Regions from separate parts of the Mus musculus genome. Here regions 1 and 3 are each linked to region 2. Evidence: chromatin contacts called from public Hi-C and promoter capture Hi-C data. All regions are on one chromosome and are shown on one strand. Each heading gives the region's core, a stretch centred on a gene start, on an enhancer-like site or on the middle of the called end of the contact. The rest is flanking DNA. Distances are from core to core; before and after follow the strand shown.

Region 1 (3,491 bases), core at 440-2,939, 550 kb after region 2:
GACAATTGTGAGGCACCATGTTAGTGCTGAGAGCTGAACCTGGGTCCTCTGGAAGAGCAGTCAGTCCTTTAAGCACTGAGCCACCTTTCCAGACCCCTCAATTATTAAATGCTATAATATTTAATAATACTAATCATCATCATCCTCATCAGTGTTAGAAACCTATCAGAAGACAAGCTACCCAATAACCCAGGGTGGTGCCTAATACCTGTAATTCCAGCTGAATGGAGAAGCTGATTCAGCAGAATCACAAGTCCCAGGCCAGCCTGGGCTGTCGTTCAAATAAACAGCCCACCAATGTCAGGCTAAAGGGGCCCCCACAAACCAAATCTTGGGAAAAAAATAGGCATCAAAAAGAATTAAATTAACTATAACTCATTAAGAATCTATGCATATGTGCTGTTGAGACTAAATTAAACGGGCTAAAGGAAAGCTCTTTCTAACATAACTCTCTTAGGGTTTTATTGCCGTGAAGGGACACCATGACCAGGGCAACTTTTATAAAGGAAAACATTTAATAGGGGCTGGCTTGCAGAGGTTCAGTCCACCATCGTCCTGCGGGAAAGGTGGAGGCTTGCAGGCAGATGTGGTGTACCTTGGGCATATGTGACCTCAAAGCCCCGCCTCTACGGTGATGATACACTTCCTCCAATAAGGCCACACATAAAATCACTACTTGGCATGGGCAAGCATACAAATGCATGAATCTATGGGGCCATACCTATTCAAACCACCACAAGAACATAAGAATAACATGAAAACCCAATCGATTATTCTTTCAGAGAAGCCCATACTGCGATTTCAGGTGCCGTCATTCGGAGCCCCTCTCCTCATGCTAAAGCCTAAAACCCCAAGCCTAAAATAATAAAATAAAATAAAAAGCCGGGTGGTGGTAGCGCATGCCTTTAATCCCAGCACTTGGGAGGCAGAGGCAGGTGGATTTCTGAGTTTGAGGTCAGCCTGGTCTACAGAGTTCCAGGACAGCCAGGACTATACAGAGAAACCCTGTCTCGAAAAAACAAAAAAAAAAAACCAACAACAAAACAAAACAAACAAACAAACAAAAAACCCACAAAACAACAGCCACAACAAAAACTCAAGCCTGCTTTGTTAAAAGAAAACCACGTCCGAAGTGGTGGTGCACACCTTTAATTCCAGCACCACGGAAACAAAGGCAGGTGGATCTCAGAGTTCCAGGCTAGCCTGGTCTACACAGATTCCAGGCTAGCAAGGGCTGCATAGAGAGAGTTTGTCTCAAATAGAGATTTAAGAAGAAAGAAAAACTGGTTAAAAAAAAAAAGAAAAGAAAAAGAAAAAACTCAGGTAGAGGGCGGGGGTGTGGTGGTGTGTGCCGTTAATGTCCACATTCAGGAAGCTTACTGGAGAATCACTTCAATTTCAAAGTCAGCCTGGTGTCCACAGAGAAAACCAGGGTCATTTAGAGAGACCACAGCTTTAAAAACAAACAATAGATGCCCAAACTAGTATAAGTGGTTCAGCCAACGCTCCACGCTGGACCTCAAAGCATCTGGGGGTTAGTTTGTTCAACGCCAGAGCTACTGCTGTAGGCCTAAAGACTTGGCCATTTCTGCCCAATCCTGGATCCTGGAACCAAACTCCCTCTGTCCAGGCCTGCACAAGATGCTACCGAAGGCTCCCCGCCTCCCTGCGGCTCCCTTGTGCGCATGCGCATTGAAGCAGCGAGAAAGAGACACACACAGCCCCACCTCCAACCCCCTTCCCCTGACCAAGAGCTAGGGGCCTGGCTCGCAGCCTCCGCGGGGCTGGAAGCCCAGAACCTAGTCAAAGAAGCTAGTGGCAGTCGGACTCTCAGGCTTGAGATCTGATGTCCCAGAGCCTTCAGTACCACGGTCCCGTCCGTAGCACTTTGGTGCCGCCGCTGCAGCGCTGACCGCGCTGGCAACCCACCCTCCCGGGATACCCGTCAGCTGGGTGGTCCCCGGTCTCGTGCGGCCTACGCTCTTCTCCGGGGACCCGCTCTGAGGACCCCTGGGACTCAGGTGGCCCGTTCGTGGGTACAGCTGCCGTGCTGACGCGCTGCACCTAAACCCCGGCCTGGCTGTGGACAAGGACCGAGAGGGAAGGCGGGGGCCGCGACTTGCACGGTGGAGATACCCTGTGCAGAACCTTAGATTCCCGGCGGGCCTGGGGAGCAGAGAACCGGGGGACACCTCGGACCTAAGGCTGGGCAGCCCCGGACTGGTAACTGGTGAAGCAGAGTGGCCGAAGCAGCAAACTCGGGCACGGGTGACTGTGGGCTGCTGTAGTCTATCTCGCTTGCTGGGATCATACGGATGGGGTCAGCCTGGAGCCCTGAAGCTTGGAAGGGGATTCTGATCAATTTCAGAAAAGCGTAGGGGTGAGGCCAGAGGACGTGGTGGCATACACCTGACTTCTCGGGATTTGGGAGGTGGAGGCAGGGGGAGTAGGCGCTCAAGGTCATTCTCTACTGCCTAACGTTGGGTTGCAAGAGAGAAAAAGAAAAGAGAAGAAGAAGGAAAGAAGAGAAAAGAAAAGAAACAAGGCCTGGAGTGTCTGCCAGTCTTCAGAAGAGACCCTAGAAGCCAGCAGCTACTACTTCTGTTTAAAACAGAGATTATGTGTGAGTTTCTAGAACTTCTGTGTTCCTGTGAAATGCTTGAGTTTTTGTTTTTCGTTTTTGGTTTTTTGTTTGTTTGTTTTTGCTGTTGTTGTTGTTGTTGTTTTGAGTATGGATTTTTTTAATTTCCTTCCCTTTGAAAGACGTTTGTGAAAATGTTTTATTCAACTGTGAGTGGTGTCACTGCCACTCCACTAGGACCAAGTGTTCAAGGCCAGCCTGGGTTACATTGAGACCCTGTCTTTAAAAAAAAAAAAAAGCGAACTATTCATTGCTTTGGGTCTGAGAATTTCCCTGCATTTTCAGTGGGCAGAGACTTAATCAGGATTCCTCTTTGAGTGCGCAGCGCCTGCGGTTCTATGGTTATGTAGCACCCACGTGCTATACATTTAGATGTCCTGTTTTTCTTAGGATTCTCTAATACGGAAATATGTCTGCTAAAGTCTGATGTGTGATTGGTCAAGGACGAGCATGTATTTAAATGATTGAGGTGGTGGCTGGAGGGACCACTGAGGCATTTCCTCAAGCCCCTACACTTTTCGGGTTTTTTGTTTTGTTTTTATTTAAGATTTATTTATTTTATGTATATGAGTGTTCGATCTGCAACATCAGATCCCAGCATAGATGGCTGTGAGTCACGGTGCGACTGCTAGAAATTGAACTCAGGGCCTCTCCAGGCTACACTGGTCATTCTTGTGTGGCACTGGAGCAGCGGCGGCGGCGGCCGATGCATCTCTTGGGGGTGCCGGTGAGAAATGGCAGGGCTAGGGCTAGGGCTAGAGCACTTAGCAAGCTCCGGCTGGACTGCAGGCTTCAGAGGACTGCAAAAACAAGCCAACAAAGACCAGGAGAGCACATTCTTTCTCGTAAC
Region 2 (3,597 bases), core at 1,082-3,581:
GCTGCCATGTGGGTGCTGGGAACTGAACCCAGGTCCTCTGGAAGAGTAGACAGTACTCTTAACTGCTCAGCCATCTATCCAGCCCCACCCCACCCCCACCCCCTTATTTGAGACAAGGTTTCTCTGTGTAGCCCTGGCTGTCATGGAACTTGCTCTGTAGACCAGGCTGGCCTCGAACTCAGAAATCTGCCTGCCTCTGCCTCCCGAGTGCTGGGACTAAAGGCACGTGCCACCACGCCTGGCTCTCTCTCTCTCTCTCTCTTTTTTTTTTTTTTTTTTTTTTGGAGATTATTTTAAGTAGTTCACTTGAACTCAGTATAAACCTAAGGATGGTCTTGAACTTCTGAACCTCCTGCTACCACATCCCGAGTGCTGGGATTGCAGGTGTGTGCCAACACACCTAGCTGCACTATTTATATAAAAGACATGCACATTTGAGGATTCTGCAATACGCAGGGATTCAACAGACACCTATATATAGACAGATGAATATATATATATATTTTTAATTTTTTTTTTCACACAAGAGGCCTACAGCAAGCCCAAAATGTCTGCCTTATTGATTTTTTAAAAAGGTCACAGATAGATGGATTTAGACAAGAAGAAGGCTGAGAATGAGAAGTGGAGGTAGTGCCTAGGAGTCAGACTCTAACACGAAGCAAAATGATGTGGATGTATCTCAGCAAAGGACTGCATCTGACACAGGTTTCCTCCCTAAGGAGCCATTGCAGAAGAGGAAAGGGAAGCCACAGGACAGGGTCATTTGCTGACCATCTCCTTCTGGAGTGCTATCACTTCCCAGAGGCATTTCCGACTTTTTTTTGTCTTTGATAAGCAGAAAAAAGGACAGAAGGGGCCAGCCATGGGTCGTGGTGGCACACACTGTAATCCCTGGATTTGGAAGGTAGAAGCAGGAAGATCAGGGTTCAAGGATGTCTTTACCTTAATGAGTTCGAAGTCAACCTAGACTGTGTAATGCCCTTTCTCAAATCAAAAGAGGTAGGGGCATACTAAGGAAGAGAAAAAGAGACACTGAGGGACACACAGGAGGAAGTTAGTTTTCAGGGTTCTATGCTCAAAGTTGTGCTTGTGTGCATTCAACTGTGAGGGCTGTATGCACCTCTGGTGGACAGAAAGCTTGAAGGAAAAGAGCCATGTGAGAACATTTTTATGAACTTCTGGGAAATTGCCTAAAGGTACCTTCGAAGAAAGTTACCAGTTCTTCTGAACTAATATGCTGAGGGCCTCTTTTTCAATCTTTTTTTTTTTTTTAAAGATTTTATTTATAGTAAGTACACTGTAGCTATCTTCAGACACACCAGAAGAGGGAGTCAGATCTTGTTACGGATGGTTGTGAGCCACCATGTGGTTGCTGGGATTTGAACTCTGGACCTTCGGAAGAGCAGTCAGGTGCTCTTACCCACTGAGCCATCTCACCAGCCCCAATCTTTTTTTTTTTTTTTTTTTGTAAGACTAGAGCTCACTATGTTCAAAGCCAGTACTCGTGACTTTTTTTTTTAAAGATTTATTTATTATGATACATAAGTACACTGTAGCTGACTTCAAACGCAGCAGAAGAGGGCGTCAGATCTCATTACAGTTGGTTGTGAGCCACCATGTGGTTGCTGGGATTTGAACTCAGGACCTTTGGAAGGACAGTCAGTGCTCTTACCCGCTGAGCCATCTCACCAGCCCACTCATGACTTTCTTTTTCAGCTTCCTCAGTATTGGGAATACAGAAGTGATCCACTAAGCTAAACTTTGTTTCTCAGCCTAAATGGGCCCTGGTGCCGCATTCCTTTAATCCTGAGCCAGACAGATCTCTGTGAGTTCCAGGCCAGCCTGGTCTACAGAGTGAGTTCCAAATCAGCTAAGGCTACACAGAGAAACCCTGTCTCGAAAAAAACCAACCAACCAACCAAATAAATAAATAAATAAATAATAAAAATGAGTGCTGCGTCTGTGTAAACGATAGATGAGCCGGCATAACTGCAATAATCCATCATTCTCCCCGCCTTTCACGCTTCTTCAGCCTCCCTGTGCTCTCAGTTAACTAAATCGAGTGCCTGCCTGTAAAGAACTACATTTTCCGTCGACTTCGGGCTCAACAATAGGAACGTTTCCTTCCTGCCTGAAGTCTTCTCCTCCTAGATCGCACCAAGCTCCGCCCTGCTGCCGCTAAGGTACGGCCTCTTCCCTTACGTCATTGGCCTCAGTTCCCGCCTCTTATGTAAGCCGACGCCCACTCAACCAGGCTGCACCCCCTCCAGAGGGTGTGGCTTTCTTGCGCTATCGTGAGACCTATTGGGTCTCTCGATACTACTGGGGCGTGGCTACGGGAACCGGGCGGGCCCATTCCAAACTGCGGCTGTGGCGTTCTCGGCCGTGGCATCTAAAGCATGCACGCGACAGGTTTGGCGGCGCCGGCGGGGACGCCCCGGCTGCGTAAGTGGCGTACGTGGCTGGCTGAGGAGATCGGGCGGGCGAGGGGTGTGGCGGGGCCGTCGCGGCGGTTGGCGAGGTCACTCCAGGTCGGACGGAGGTCACGAGATCCCGGACCTGGAGTTTCTAGGTGTGCACAGCCCAGGGATGCCAAGTCCGGGTAGGGGGCGCATCGCGGGTAGGTTCTTTAAAAAAAATTCCTTTAAAAGAAAGCAAGTTGGAGGAAAATGTAGTGCGGTGTTCAGAGAAACGCTACTTCCATTCATTTGCAGTCAGCGATTTGACCTCCTGTGCTACCCACCTTTCCGAGACTCTTCAGTGCTTAGGAACTGTCACCCACGCTCCACAGTACGGCCCCTGGGCACTCCCTGTGCGGACAGGGCCATATTTACATCCCATTTAAGAACACAACCAGTACTTATTGTCCTGCTAACCTCCTTTTTCCAGCTTCGTTAACCTCTTTTCCCAGATGTAAATTTGAATTCCTCTTGGTCTCTCAATATCTATGTCCTGTTTGTTTCATTTATTCATCTAACATAACTTGCTCCTGTGAACCCTGTGCCAGGCCCTGGGCTGGAATTTGGGTACACACTAGTAACCACCAAAGCCCTGGTCCTTGCTTTCTTACAGCTAGAGTTCAGGAGGAAGATAGACACTTTCCAAGGAAGGAAACTTGTCGGTCAACTAGAGTAGTAAGAACCAGTGTGTGTGGTGTGTGTGTGTGTGTGTGTGTGTGTGTGTGTGTAGTCCTGATTGTGACTAGGGTTTGAGGAGGCTCCATTTACCCCTTCACTCCTTAGTGTCTGGCCGGCCTGTGATATGTGACCAGCTAGCATTTATTCCTGTCATAAAGCTGCCAGTACAGAGCAATGGAACTGCTGTGATAGAAGCATGGGGGAGGGTTCATGGTGCACACCTGTAACCCTAGCACTTGGGAGTCGACTTTGAATGCCTGCCTGGGCAACATGTGTTTAAAGTAAACAGTGTGAGAAGTCAGGGGTGGATTCCCAGAGATGGCTCCAGTAAGGGCACTTGCCACCAAGCCTGACTACCTGAGATGGATCTATGGTGGACGGACACACACACACACACAAAGATGAGTTAGTTCCTTTTAATAGAGTGCTGGACAGATGATGTAGAGTGCACAGGCAGATA
Region 3 (3,823 bases), core at 1,123-3,622, 930 kb before region 2:
CGGGGTGTGTGGAGAAGCAGGGCAGAGACACAGACACAGACACAGAGAGACACTGTTTTGGAAATGAGGCATGGGTTGGAGTAGGGACTTGGGGATTTAAAAAAAAAAAAAAGGTGTTATAAAAGAGTGGGGTCAGGGGCTGCAGATGCCAAATCTAAGGCACAGAAAGCCCTGTGTCTGGGATGGACTGCTGACGCTCCCTGCCCCCATCTGTCCCTGACCATCTGCTCCAGGGCGGTGGGGCCGCGAAAGGGAGCTTTTGTCACGTCTGTCCCCTGAGCCATCTAACTGCCACACCTCGGATGGAGGAGGGGTTGGTGTATGAGACAGGCCAAGAGCACTCTACAGGAATAAACAGAGCAGCAGAGGTGGGAAGGAAGCCCAGCTCTGTGTTTAATCACTCACCGCTGTCGAATTCATCAGGAATCTGGGGAAAAAAGGAAAGGTTTGAACCGGCAGAGGCAGGAGCCCAGCACATTCAGTCTGCGAGTTCCAGGCTGAGTCCCAGAGAAGAAGGGAGAGGCTCAGTGCAGACTATAGAGAGCCTGACCCAATGGAAGGCAACCTGCCCCGCACCCTCACAGAACCGACCCCTCACACCTCTGCCTCTCACTCTCCTCACCTTGGTACCATTTTCATCCACAGGGTTGTTTCCTGCCAGGGAAGGAGACAAGAGACAAATGAAGAAAACTGGAGCCTTGGAGCAGTGTCTACTGGGTCTGGAGGGGGGAGGAGAGTGAGGGGTGGGGACTCCCCACTCAAAGGGATTATGGCTAGAGGCACAGCTCCTGGATAAAGGGAGGAAGAGGTTAGGGGTCAGGATTCCAAGTGGGCTGGGGCTGAGCTGGACACACAAGGGGAAGGTAGACTTCTGCTGCTGAGATGGACACATAGCTTCAGGCACGGTGACAGGTTATTTCTCCACCAATACGAACCGCAGTCCCTTGTCCCAGGACTGAAACCAAGCACACTGGTCTAGCCCTACTCTTCCCACCATTCCCTTAGTTCCTGAATTCAGGTACAGGGAACAACTAGAGGATAGAACTTTTAAGTACAAGGGGTCGAAGAGGACTTCTTGAATTTCAAGGTGAGTATCCTAGTTGGAGGAGCCAGGTAATGAACTGAGTATGGGGAAAGAAAGGGGGGGTTCACAGTAGAAATCTGGGGGCCAACAGTCAAGGGTTATGTCTCTCACCAAAAATATAGACGATGCTGACAGTCCCACCAGCTCCGAGCAAACCGGCGATCCAGAGCGCAATTTTTTTGGCATAGCTGGGACCCTCGGAGCCTGGCTGGTGCTGTGGCCCCTGGGCCTTGGAGCCCCCACGGTTGGCAATTTCAGTGACCTGAGTGGAGGGGGATGGAGGAGAGGTCACACAGAGAGAAATAACAGAATACTTAAATTTGTCCAAGCAGCCTCAAGATCAAGAACCAGGAAGTGGACATCCAGAGCAGAAAACTGTGTCCCTGAAGGGGTGAGTTCAGAGGCTGCTCCCCTCAGACAGTCACAACTAAACTGTCTAGAGAATCACAGGGGTTCAAGAGCTGAAAGGGCAAATTGCTCAAGGTCTTGGAAGCAATAGCACTGCAGGGTCTGGAGCCAGGAAGAGTAGGGCAAGGAGAATAAGGGATGGGTGTGTGTGTGTGTGTGTGTGTGTGCGCGCGCGCGCTAGCACAGAGATGTCAAAACTAAAGGGACAGAGGGCACCCAAGGGACAGAACGAACAGTTAAGATATCCGGATACCCAGAGCCCAAGATGGAGGGGTTTGGAAGGGAAGGAAGCAAGAGCGAGGAGAGGCAATCTCCTGTCTGGGACTTTGGGAACGGAAAGTCATGGACTTGGAGGTCAGAATGGCTAGGCTGGAACGGACGGCAGGCTGGATCCTTCCTGTTCCTCTCGCTCAAGGAGGCGATTGAAATGTCACTGGGACAGACCCTGGGTCCCTAGCGCCCTGGGCCCCACCCCCGTCAAGTATCACCTGAATGGTCACCGAGATCAGAACAGGTGACCTCTCCCGGCACCCACGTGGTTGAGACCTGGGCTCCAGGGGATGCACTCCGGGCCTCCATAATCCAGCCCCGGGGGAGCAACTGTGGTCCACACAGGAAGCATGGAAACATCGAAAACGCGGGCTCCGTCCCATTCAGCACCCTGAGGTGCGGTCTCCCAGACCCGCCGGGGTTGCCACCAGACGCCCAAAACTTTAGAGAGAAGCCCCATATCGGGGCGCGCGTCCCGGCGCCGCTCACCTGCTCGGGAGTGCGGGGAGGTGGCGGCGCTAGCCGCGTGCACAGCCCCCGCGCGCCTACCCGGAGCCCGCTCCGCAAGCGCGAGAACAGAGCCGCCGAGGCCGCCATCTTGCGCTGACGCCACGCGGCCCCGCCCACTCGCTCCCTCTCTCCCGCCCAGGCGAGGACTACGACCAATGGGATCGCTGAGGTAGTGCGTGTGGACAGGAACCCGAGAGGGACAAAAAGAACTGGGCGGAGTACCTTTGGTGCGCTCCTAGTCGGTCTTTCCTCTGGCTGAGCGCGAAATTGGAATACTGTCATCTGGCACCACGCCCCCTGGGGCCCTAAGGACCGCCACCATCCAGTCGCTCGGACTTTGCCTTTCACCTCCCATCGTTAGAAATGGACAGAGGCCCAAAAAGTGAGCTGACCCAGCATCCCTCAGTTTTTCTCACGTGGACCAGGAGGCTGAACCAGTCTTCTTTCCCGTCTCCAGATCTCTTTTTACCCCTAACGCCGTGAGTTTGTAGAAAGGACTGGAGTATCTTTCCTTTGCCCAACCACTCATTTGGATCTACCACTCATCTGGATTCAACCAAAGGAACGTTCCGTGCTGACTTGTTTAGGCTTTAGAGTGATTAAGAAAGCAGTGAATTAGGGGTGCGGGAGCCACCATGAGTCTTGCCCAAGTTGTTTTCTATTTGTTTGTTTATTCATTCCTTTATTTGTTTAATCATTTATTATTCACTCGTTCATTCACTCATTTTAAATGTATGAGTGCACTGTCTGCAGGTACAATTGCATGCCAGAAGAGGGGATCATATCTCTTTATAGATTGAACTCAGACCCTCTGGAAGAACAGCCAGTACTCTTAACCGCTGAGCCATCTCTCCAGCCCCCACAAGTTGTTTTCAATGGGAAAAAAAAAGTCAGATTTTTACACTTAAACTTTAAAAATCCAAAGTACTGCAGGGCATTGGTGGCACATGCCTTTACTCCCAGCACTGGGGAGGCAGAGGCAGGCAGATTTCTGAGTTCGAGGCCAGCCTGGTCTACAGAGTGAGCTCCAGGACAGCCAGGGCTACACAGAGAAACCCTGTCTCCAAAAAAAGACACCCACCCACCCACCCAAAAAAATCCAAAGCACTAAGATAGTAAAACTACAAAGTTGGGCAAAGGAAAGCCACACAGAATTCAGAGCTGTTATTTCTGGAGTGGAATGAAATGGATTGGGGTGCTGCTTAAGTGTGCTCAGTCAGCCTCATGCCACAGGGCGTGGTCAGAAGACAACTTTCAAGAGTCGGCTCTCAGCTTCCACCGAGAGTCCAAGGAATCAAAGTTGAGTCATTTGAACTAGGCTGTTTTCCTCACATTAACTTGGGTGAAAATGCCCGTGGTCAAAACACTGCCTTGACATGGTAAGTCTTGTTTGCCTTATATTGATATAACTGTGTGGAGGGAACATAGGTATTCATGAAATATATCTTCATTTTTTAAAAATTAGGTTTTGGGGTTTTTTTGTTTTTTGTTTTTTTTTTTTGGTTTTGGTTTTGGTTTTTCGAGACAGGATTTCTCTGTATAGCCCTGGCT

Evidence for each region. Promoter capture Hi-C pulls out the DNA fragments that hold promoters and counts their contacts. Hi-C and Micro-C count contacts between places; a contact is called where the count stands out from the background.
Region 1: a contact with region 2 is called in a promoter capture Hi-C map of neural stem cells. The contact joins the promoter of Zfp30 here to the promoter of Yif1b in region 2. A contact is called at or near these places in 1 of 39 promoter capture datasets (neural stem cells) and 1 of 115 datasets of contacts at active chromatin or transcription factors (pancreatic cancer cells).
Region 3: a contact with region 2 is called in a Hi-C map of B cells, with 11 read pairs. The contact joins the promoter of Timm50 here to the promoter of Yif1b in region 2. A contact is called at or near these places in 1 of 39 promoter capture datasets (liver), 2 of 484 Hi-C or Micro-C datasets (B cells and CD8 T cells), 1 of 115 datasets of contacts at active chromatin or transcription factors (pancreatic cancer cells) and 1 of 9 other capture datasets (adipose tissue).

The regions. Positions count from the first base shown.
Region 1 is chr7:29,782,279-29,785,769 of GRCm38.p6, forward strand. It overlaps Zfp30 (zinc finger protein 30), which reads left to right and starts at 1,690. Exons shown (of 5, transcript NM_001360208.1): 1 at 1,690-2,623.
Region 2 is chr7:29,235,992-29,239,588 of GRCm38.p6, forward strand. Yif1b (Yip1 interacting factor homolog B (S. cerevisiae)) reads left to right here and starts at 2,332. Exons shown (of 8, transcript NM_001110201.1): 1 at 2,332-2,445. The coding sequence starts at 2,400.
Region 3 is chr7:28,309,674-28,313,496 of GRCm38.p6, forward strand. Timm50 (translocase of inner mitochondrial membrane 50) reads right to left here and starts at 2,373. Exons shown (of 11, transcript NM_025616.3): 1 at 2,252-2,373; 2 at 1,196-1,346; 3 at 623-654; 4 at 406-427. The coding sequence starts at 2,359. Gm51445 (a long non-coding RNA gene) reads left to right here and starts at 167. Exons shown (of 3, transcript XR_003946618.1): 1 at 167-1,087; 2 at 1,417-1,475; 3 at 2,412-3,100.